Linked DNA regions of Columba livia: region 1 is linked to region 2. Evidence: chromatin contacts called from public Hi-C data. All regions are on one chromosome and are shown on one strand. Each heading gives the region's core, a stretch centred on a gene start, on an enhancer-like site or on the middle of the called end of the contact. The rest is flanking DNA. Distances are from core to core; before and after follow the strand shown.

What was found. A called contact is a pair of places that touch in the nucleus more often than the background predicts.
Region 1: a Hi-C map of liver shows a contact between it and region 2, with 2.4 times the contacts expected there. The contact joins the enhancer-like site here to the promoter of NUP107 in region 2. A contact is called at or near these places in 2 of 2 Hi-C or Micro-C datasets (crop and liver).

The regions. Positions count from the first base shown.
Region 1 is chr1:174,475,296-174,479,384 of bColLiv1.pat.W.v2, reverse strand. No RefSeq gene overlaps it. Among named protein-coding and RNA genes, the nearest start is that of MDM1, 12 kb to the left of the region's middle. Within about 2 kb of position 1,779, at least 1 of the 3 cell types and tissues checked has an H3K27ac peak away from gene starts, as active enhancers do.
Region 2 is chr1:174,371,642-174,376,118 of bColLiv1.pat.W.v2, reverse strand. It overlaps NUP107 (nucleoporin 107), which reads left to right and starts at 3,202. Exons shown (of 28, transcript XM_065048318.1): 1 at 3,202-3,543; 2 at 4,322-4,407. The coding sequence starts at 3,536.

The sequences.
Region 1 (4,089 bases), core at 530-3,029, 100 kb before region 2:
CTCTCCTTTAAACATGGGTCATGCTGGCAGTTTCTGTGAAGTTGTTGCTTTTTCAAATTTAGAAAAACTATTTGAGAGTTAATTTTTGATATTTTTTTTTCTGCTCACAGCATTATCTCCCTCTCAAACATAGTCATCAGCAAATAATTTGCTGTTAAAGAAGATATTACATTGTTTCCTCTCATAACATGCTGCTTCCATCCGTACTTTAGCTTGAAAATGTAACTCTAATGCAGCAGCTCTTCCATGGGATTTTCCTCCTAATCTTTTTCATCTGCTCTTGCTCCACCCCCAACACTCACTGCACACTGAAAGCATGGTATTGAGGCAGCTTAAAGAAGACATATTTATCACATTTCTTCTGTCTATAAAATGTTTAATCCTCAACAAATGATGCTTTTCTAATCCATTTTTTACAGTCATTGAGAACCATGGCTCATCTCTCGGACATACGTCTCATTGTGTTTTGAATTGGATTATTTAAGAAGCACTGACAAAATGCCTAAAAGCCTTTATTGGCATAGTATTACTTCTGCTAGAAATTGTATTTGCTTCCTGGGCACTTTGGCTAATCCCAATGGCAGAAAGGGTTGCTGGAAGAAGGATGCACAGCAGAAAGAGAGATTGGGGACCACACATCACACAGAGAGCAGGACCAACTCCTGAGGTACTGGAGTAAAGGTTACCTGTTAAAAAGAGCTTTTATCAACAGGTTTTGTCAGAAAAGCTCACAGGAAATCCCAGGATTATTTTGAAGAAAATGTCCTATGAGTTTCCAGAAAAGAGTGGCAGAAGCACCGCATTTTTCTGTCCACATGGGGAGTGACTTGTGAAGCAGCTCAGGGTTGCTTCCTGCTGCCTCACCAGGGCAAACTGAATTTTCAGTTGCTGAATGGGGATAATGCAGATTTTATGGCATGGCAGTTTCTCTGAAGACTTGAGTGCTGACTTTCTTTCCAGTATTGGCCTGAATCCATTAAACTGCACATGAATGCACAATACTAGAAATTTTCCACTGCAATCTATTCATTAAAACTGCAGTCTGTTCTATGGCTTGCTCACTGCAGAAAGACTGAAGTCAACAATTTCTTCTGTTGTGTTTTGGTCGATAAATCTGCTGGTCCAGATTCATTTCTGGTACAATTCCAATGCTGCAATGTGGATGGATGTTGTCTTTTATCTCACTCACAGAATTAAATTGTACAATCAAAAAGACGTGAAATCTTCAAAAGTACTTTGCTTAAGAAAGGGTGAAAATGTCATTGAACAAAGACAAATGGAGGAATTTTAATTTAAAATTTACTGCAGGTTTGCTGACAACTGGTTGTTAAGCCGATCTATTCCAGGTTAAGTTTAGACAATAATCGTAAATCAAAATGAAATACAAGATCAGTTAAATAAAGCTATTTAGAAACATTTATTTTTTAAGATACGCTTTACAGGGCTTCCAGGCAATGCATGGACTGTTGACAACTGAATGATGACTTGGGCGGATGAAGAAGTGGCAGTGAGTGAGAACTGCCTGAGTGAAGCACATCTCTATTCTTCTGTTTTATTACTGCGTTGCCTCTGGCTTCCAGACCCAGGGAGAGGCCAGCTGGAGCAGGCAGGCAAATTTACAGATGTTAACATTTGCCTTTGGCGTTTTCTTTCACCAAAGTTCAGAATATCATCTGCAGTCTTCTGAGGGCTGATGTACAGTTTGGAGGTGAAAGACAAAACTTACCTGATCATCCAGGGCATGGATCTATAACCTGGGACATGGTGCTTTCTCATTTAAAAGCATACTCTGATTATTATTGTTTTTCGTGAGGGGATGTGAAAACCACCGTCTGCGTTGCCGTTGGGACGCGGCACAGTGCGACTGTCACCACTAGGTGGCACGAACCTGATGCAGCAGAAAGCGTCTGAAAAAATGCTGAAACGTAATGCTTTGCTGAACAGCTGCCGTCCGCTAAGTGAGAAGACTACCAGCACCACGCTAGCCATCAGCACAGGACTCGGCTGCAAAGCCCACTTCATTCTGGTTTGCACAACAGCCTTTTAGATAACAGGGGAGGGAGGATGTGTTTGGAAAAGAACCGCTGTGTTGCCTCTTCCTCCCAGCCAAAATGAAAATCCATTGCTACTATTTTTTTTTTCTGTATTTCTGCAGCCAGGTATTTAAAGCACACACTTTTTTATCCCATTTGGAGCTACAGTAATGTGGACAGCTAGGACCACACCATAAAAACAGCTAGCTGGCTGCTGTTGCTGTCCCATTCCCTCTGGCCACGGCCACGCAGCTCACTGGGTGCAACCTTGTTCTAGACCTCAAAATTGTAAACTGAAGTGTCTGAGCAGCTCTTTGCCTCCAGGCCAGCACCAACACTGCACTGCAGGTGTGGGCAGAGCTGCTCTCGTGGTGTCCTCTGAGTGGGATGTCAATCTGGAAGCCTTGGGTCACTCTCCAAGTGGGTGTTAAAGACCCCAAGATACTTCCAGTTGAATCAAGTGATCCTCGAGATTTCTTTAGGGATATACACTCTAATATACTGCTGATTTTTTGTTTAGATTTGCTAATACCTAATCCATTACTTAAAGCAACTTTTTTATATAATTATGATAATTGATCCTTATTAAATACAGGAAAGCTGGCCTCGCTGTTTACAACATAGGGGGCTGATAGCTACAGAAATATGTTCTGAATAGTCTTACAACTCTTGATTAAGCTTTTATAAGTTGGTTTTTTTTTCTACATCATGAGAGATGTGGAAAGCACTTCAAACAGGGAGAATATGTGCTTTAAATGTGGTATCATATATGCAGAAGTCTCTCAAAATAAAGAAAATGGAAGGTCCTTGTACTAAAGCACCTATGCTTTAAATGAGATTAAGTGCAGGATAAGATAACAATAAACAAAGGGTTGGATGAAAGACTGGCAATGGTGAACAGTCAGACTTTATAATACAACCATATCTTATTTCCTCCTCACATTTTTTTTAATACAGTAAATTTATTGTAATAGGATTTCTGGACAGCATCCACTTTGAAAGCCTGTGCAGAGATTAGCAATAGAAGATTGGCTGAAAAAAAAATTGAGGCATGTCAAAGGATTTTAAGGGAGTCCGAGGTTGCAGGAAGCAAAAGATCAGAGACTACTTCTTTAAAAATTCTTCTAACAATTCCCATTTCTTAAACAGACAGCACATTTAAATACATTACTCTTATATAAAAGTCCCTGAGTCATTTGTGTCAAATGTGAATTTGGTTTGGTTTCCTGGAAGTGTGATGCTACACTCAGACACTGTGGTGACGAAGGTTGTACACATGAAGCCAGTCAGAAACTGCGTGCAGGGGTAAGAGTTTCCTTACAGGAAACTTGAATTTTGGCAGAAAACGAAGTCAGTTCTCAATTTTGGCTAATGATTTAAAAAAAAACAGGGAAATGTTCTTTTTTTTGTACAACATAGAGGAAAGCAGACTATATCTGAGAAAATCTTCATTTTGAGACTACCTGATTTTTCATCAGTACAAGTTTCAATCAACAGTTCAGATATCTCTAAAGCATGTATTCTCGCACTGTTAAGTCCCTTGCCCGAAAAGGACGGCAATTTACTTGCACTTGTCAATTATATGCTGTTTAACTACACGTGTATTGTGGATAGCACTTGAAAACACATGATAATAGAAGCCCTGAAGTTTGAAGCTTGCACAGAGGCAAAGCTTGCTTGGGGATCTTTGTTTGGAGTGGGCTTTCTGCTCAGGCAGAGATGCTTCACCAGCCTTTTCCCCTCTTCTGTGATCAGAGCTTCATCCCACCCCATTTGCTTCGCAAAGGTCTGGGCTCCCAGGGCCCTGCAGCAGTGACAGGGGCACAGCCAATGCAGGGGAACAGCCCAGGGAACAAACCTTGAAACAGTATCTGCCAAGGCTGAGGGTGAATTACTGAAACTCGATATTTGCCAAATTAAAAAAAAAAAAAAAGTCGCCTGCCAGCTCACATTAGGGACATTAGGGATGCACAATCAAAACTCTGCAAATTCAAAACATCCAGTGTTTACGGTCTTCTTTTCTACGGAGAGGGTGAAATTTGGGCTGTTTCACAGG
Region 2 (4,477 bases), core at 1,953-4,452:
CACTACATTCATAGTCTGGAACTATAAGCAAAGCTGTTTTGTAGTCTTGATTTTGTTCCCCGTGTTGCAGTATCAGAGGTTCAAACAACAGATAAATGTGGATTTTGCTTATTTTTTTTGCTTTTACTTTTTGAATACCCTCCAAAACCATTTATTTTCAGAATTTTGAATCATCAAGAGGGTGGCTGCTTCCTATTTTCAATGAGATATTCTTTAGGGAGAGATTTGTGAATGGGGAAAGGAATGTCTTCGTAATTCCACTGTACTCATTTCAGCCTTGAGAAATATTAGTCCTGCTGACCAACAAGCTCTACAGGTTCATTGTTTCAAAAAAGTTCACTGCCACCAGGATTTTACTTTTTCCTTTGAGGCTGTGGCTGGGGTGAGCTACTTCATTTGAAAGACACTGTAATTTCTAATTAATTCATGTAATTTCCTTTGGCTAATGTAAACTTGCAGGGAGGGGGCATGTCTGCAATGTTGGATACGGAGTTAAATTATAGTAGTAGTTATAGTCCCTTCTTTGGTCAGTATGCTTTGCTTTTTCATATTCTGTGGCATTTTTACCTTCTAAATCTAGCAGGGAGGAGTCAGTTACTTCACTCCTGCACTAAGTACAAAAATTTACTTGTGAAATCCCAGCTCTCATAAACTGGGTTTACTGCTTGTGATGCCCTCAATGCAACAAAGACCCCTTGGCACTACGGTCATGATTTTCAGACACAAAATTACAGCTACAAATTAATCTCTTTATTTCTCTTTTTTAATAAGAAAGGGGTTTAGCTGAGCTTCCTTAATAGGATTATGCATGGGGATCAATTTGTTCAGGGTAGGACCACCAGAAGACGTTAATTTGAGAGTCAACAGAGGTGTTTTAATACTAAGCAAGCACATAAACACTTCAGTTAAATTATTGAGATTGGTTAAAAAAAAAAATCCTTACATTTAAACTTCATAAAGTAAAAAATCACACTCTTCCAGGAACGTGTTTCAACTAAGAGAAGATGGGCTAAAACATGAGCTTTGTTCCTTCTCTTACAAAAAGGCAACACATAGTTCAGGTTCCACTTTTTTTTTGGTACTGAATGCAGTTGTGCTGCTGTCACAGTTTACCCAGGAACTTGGCCATCCTCTTGCTTTCGATAGTTCTGAATTAAGACTAGAATTTTGTATATGCAGGTGTCATGTTTGCAGCTTCACAACGCATATGGGGAATTTATTTCATTTGTGAGTTGTCTATATTTAAACATATTTTGTAAAGGGTAATTTGAGTTAATCTGTTTAATTTTAATCTAGTATATCCCGAATGTTAACCTAGTACATCCTGTAAACCCTGATAATTCCACAACAAGGTAGTAAGCAGCAGAGGAATCCTGGGCACCAGCAATAAACCTGCGTGTTTGTGTTAGTCGCGCTACCTGCTGGGTTGTGTTTGCTTGTCCTGCCTCTAAGTACGGAGCGTTGCTACCCCTTGTGAGATTCTGACAGAATCGCTGTAGTTTAGATCGCTGCTGATGCAAATATGTGAAACTTAAGATGGGTTTATAATATTTAATTTAAATTCAGAGTCCTTTATGTCATGATAAAGAAAAATTGTATGTGAGAATTGACTGAAAATTTGCATTCCCTCCTGTTTCTTGGAAATGCAAGATGCTTGCACAAGACTTCCAGTTCTGGTTTTCTCCTTTTCTCCTCCTCTTTCCCTCCTGTTGGATAAAAATGAAGTAGGATGCCAGTCAAAAAATACTGCCAGAAAACAGTTTCCCTCTCTTGCACCATTACTGGAGCCAACTTGAAGCTTCTAAGGTGCTCTCCCAGCCTGCGTTTAAGTTGTTAATACAACAAGTTCTCAAGGCTGAAATATTTTTTCTTTTACAGTTTGTTGGTTTGTTTGAGTTTTTAATTAAAAAAAAAAAACACACAAAGAAAAAAACAACACACACACAAAAAACATCAAACCACAAAACCCCCAACCAACATACCAACAAAAAACCCCAAACCAGTACGTTATGCTCTTAATTTCTCCTCAGCTTTTTCCTTTTGCTTTCTTCTCATGTCATTGCTTTGAATAAACTTGAGATGGCATGCAAAGGAAGCGTTCTCTCTGTCATTGCATCTCTCATTTGTTAACACTTTTCTGCCATGAGAAAGAGTCAGCCTGAGAATTGAACCGGGTATTAATTTGTGCGTTACTCTGTCTGAATTTCCCACCGCGCTACAGAGACAATAATGCTACACTGTTTTGTAAGGATGTGTTGACAGGTACAGTCTATTAAATATGTAGTACTGAATTAGAATAGTCCTTTCAACCTTCTTTTAGTTTTCTGCCGTAATGAAGGTTGTTGCCTTCATTGGTGTGTTCATTATGTCCTTCTATCAGGTAGAGTAACTTACTTCATTTTTTTTTTAATCTAAAACTGTATTTCCTGGGTGACTAATCTGCTCTCTCAGGGTCTTGCACACCCAGCCTTCATCAGGCTCCTCAGCTTTCTTCTTCTGGTGAAGCCACCTGAGGTCAGGCTCTCCAGCAGCTTCACTGGGACACCCAGCTTGGGCATTTCATGGGCATCTTAAGCAACCTATGGGACTTTGTATTATCTTAGCTTTTTCTGCCTTTTTTTTTTTTTCAGATGCATCCTTCTGTATGACGAATTTAAACGCCCAATATGTGCAAAATACCCTCTGTAGCCCCAAATACACCTGAGTACTCGCAAGTTTTTCGGAACTTGTCAGTCTACTGAAAACGCAGTTTGGGCCGTTTTCATTGTACCAGAGTGCAAGCAAATGAACTGTCAGTAGCACCCACTCACTTCCACTGCCGCAGCAGTAACGATGTTTTCCTGTGGTTGAAAAGCACAGGATCCATTTTGGGGAGGAACGGGAGCAGCAGTTTGGGAACTCTGTCACTGTCCAGCCAGGGAAGGGCCAAGTGGCCACACAGGGCGGTCACAGCTTCGCCTCTGGGCGCCTGTATCCGAGTCACACTGCGAGGGACGGGAAGAGACACAGCAACGAGTTTGCGAACGGGTGAGAACACCCTCGTTTTGACAAAGCGAAGGCCAGGACGGAGGTTGCTGCAGCTGAACGTTTAAGAAAACATTTTCGGCATGAGATTCGTCTTTCTCTGTGGAACGGCGTAACCTGAACAGCATCTGAAATGTTTCAACTATTTTTATTTTATTTTTAGGTTTTGTTGCTTCACCCGGGATCCCACTGCCCGGGAACCGACAGAGCAGAGCGACATTTTGCCCGTCACCCTCTCACGTCCCCCGCGGGCCGGCTCTGCCTGCCCGGCCGCCGCTGCCCAGTCCCAGGCTGCCGGCCGCGCCCGCTCACAGCGGCCCGTCCCTGCGCACCGCCGGCTGCGGGGGCGCAGCGCCCGGAGCGGCGCAGCGCCCGGAGCGGCGCAGGCGCAGTGCGGGGCCCCGCCCGGCGCGGGCGGAAGCTCGCCCGTCTCCTTCCGGGCCGGCGCAAGCGGAGGCGGGAAGGCTGGAGGCCGGAAGGCTGGAGCCCGGAGCCCGGGTCGGAGGCCGCTATGGAGCGGTGAGAGGCGGGGGAGCGGCCGGCGGCGCGCCCCGGGGGAGCGCGGGCCCCCGCGGGTGTGGTGTGCGCTGAGCTGACCCGGCCCGGCGCATCCCCCGGCGCTGCGCTCGCACTGCGGGCTGGAAACCGCAGCGACGCCGGAGGAGTTTCTGAGGGGTATCGCGGGCTTTTGTGTCACCGGGAGCTTTAACTCTGCTTGATCTTTTCTGGAATATACCTATAGATTAAACTGACGTTGTTAATTACGCAGGACTCATTGAGCCGGGCCTCTGTAGGGTGCTCTGCAGACAGACCTGCTGGGGCAGGCACAGCTGCGGCCTTCACAGGCCACCTGTGGCTCTTCCTTTGCCTTTTAGTGATTGGTAACCGTATTTTCCTTTTATGCGAGACAGGTGAAGTTTCTCAGTCTGTGGTTATATTGTGTATCTGAAGAAAGAAAAATAGTAAAACCATGTCATTCTTTCAATTGAATTTTTCAGTTCACAATTGAATTTCATACTGTTGCATCTCTTACTAGCTTTTTTTTTTTTTAATAAGAAAAAGTCTGTTGTGGTGTAGAAGGAACAAAGTGTGGGTTCTCAGAAATACTAATTTTCCCAAGGTGATGAGCAATACTAGATGTTCTGTAGAGGAAACTGGACATCAGCACTGGCGTTAGAGGTGACTTAGACTTCATTTAAGTTTCCCGGTTGTGGAGTTACTTGAAGCAACAAAAAAAAACTTGTATGTTCTCCTTGGATTCACTTGCTTATGTTGTTTCTATGTTGCTGTTCTCTAGAAATGTTTTTGAAGATGTGTCATCCCCCCATGATGCAGAGATGGCCAGACCTGGATGGAAGCAAAGCTCTCAGAAAAGAGTCTCTAGTATCCTTCTTCTGTGAGGATTTTTTTATCTTCTCTTTAATCCTTGCTTGGTGTGCTCATGAGGTGTGTG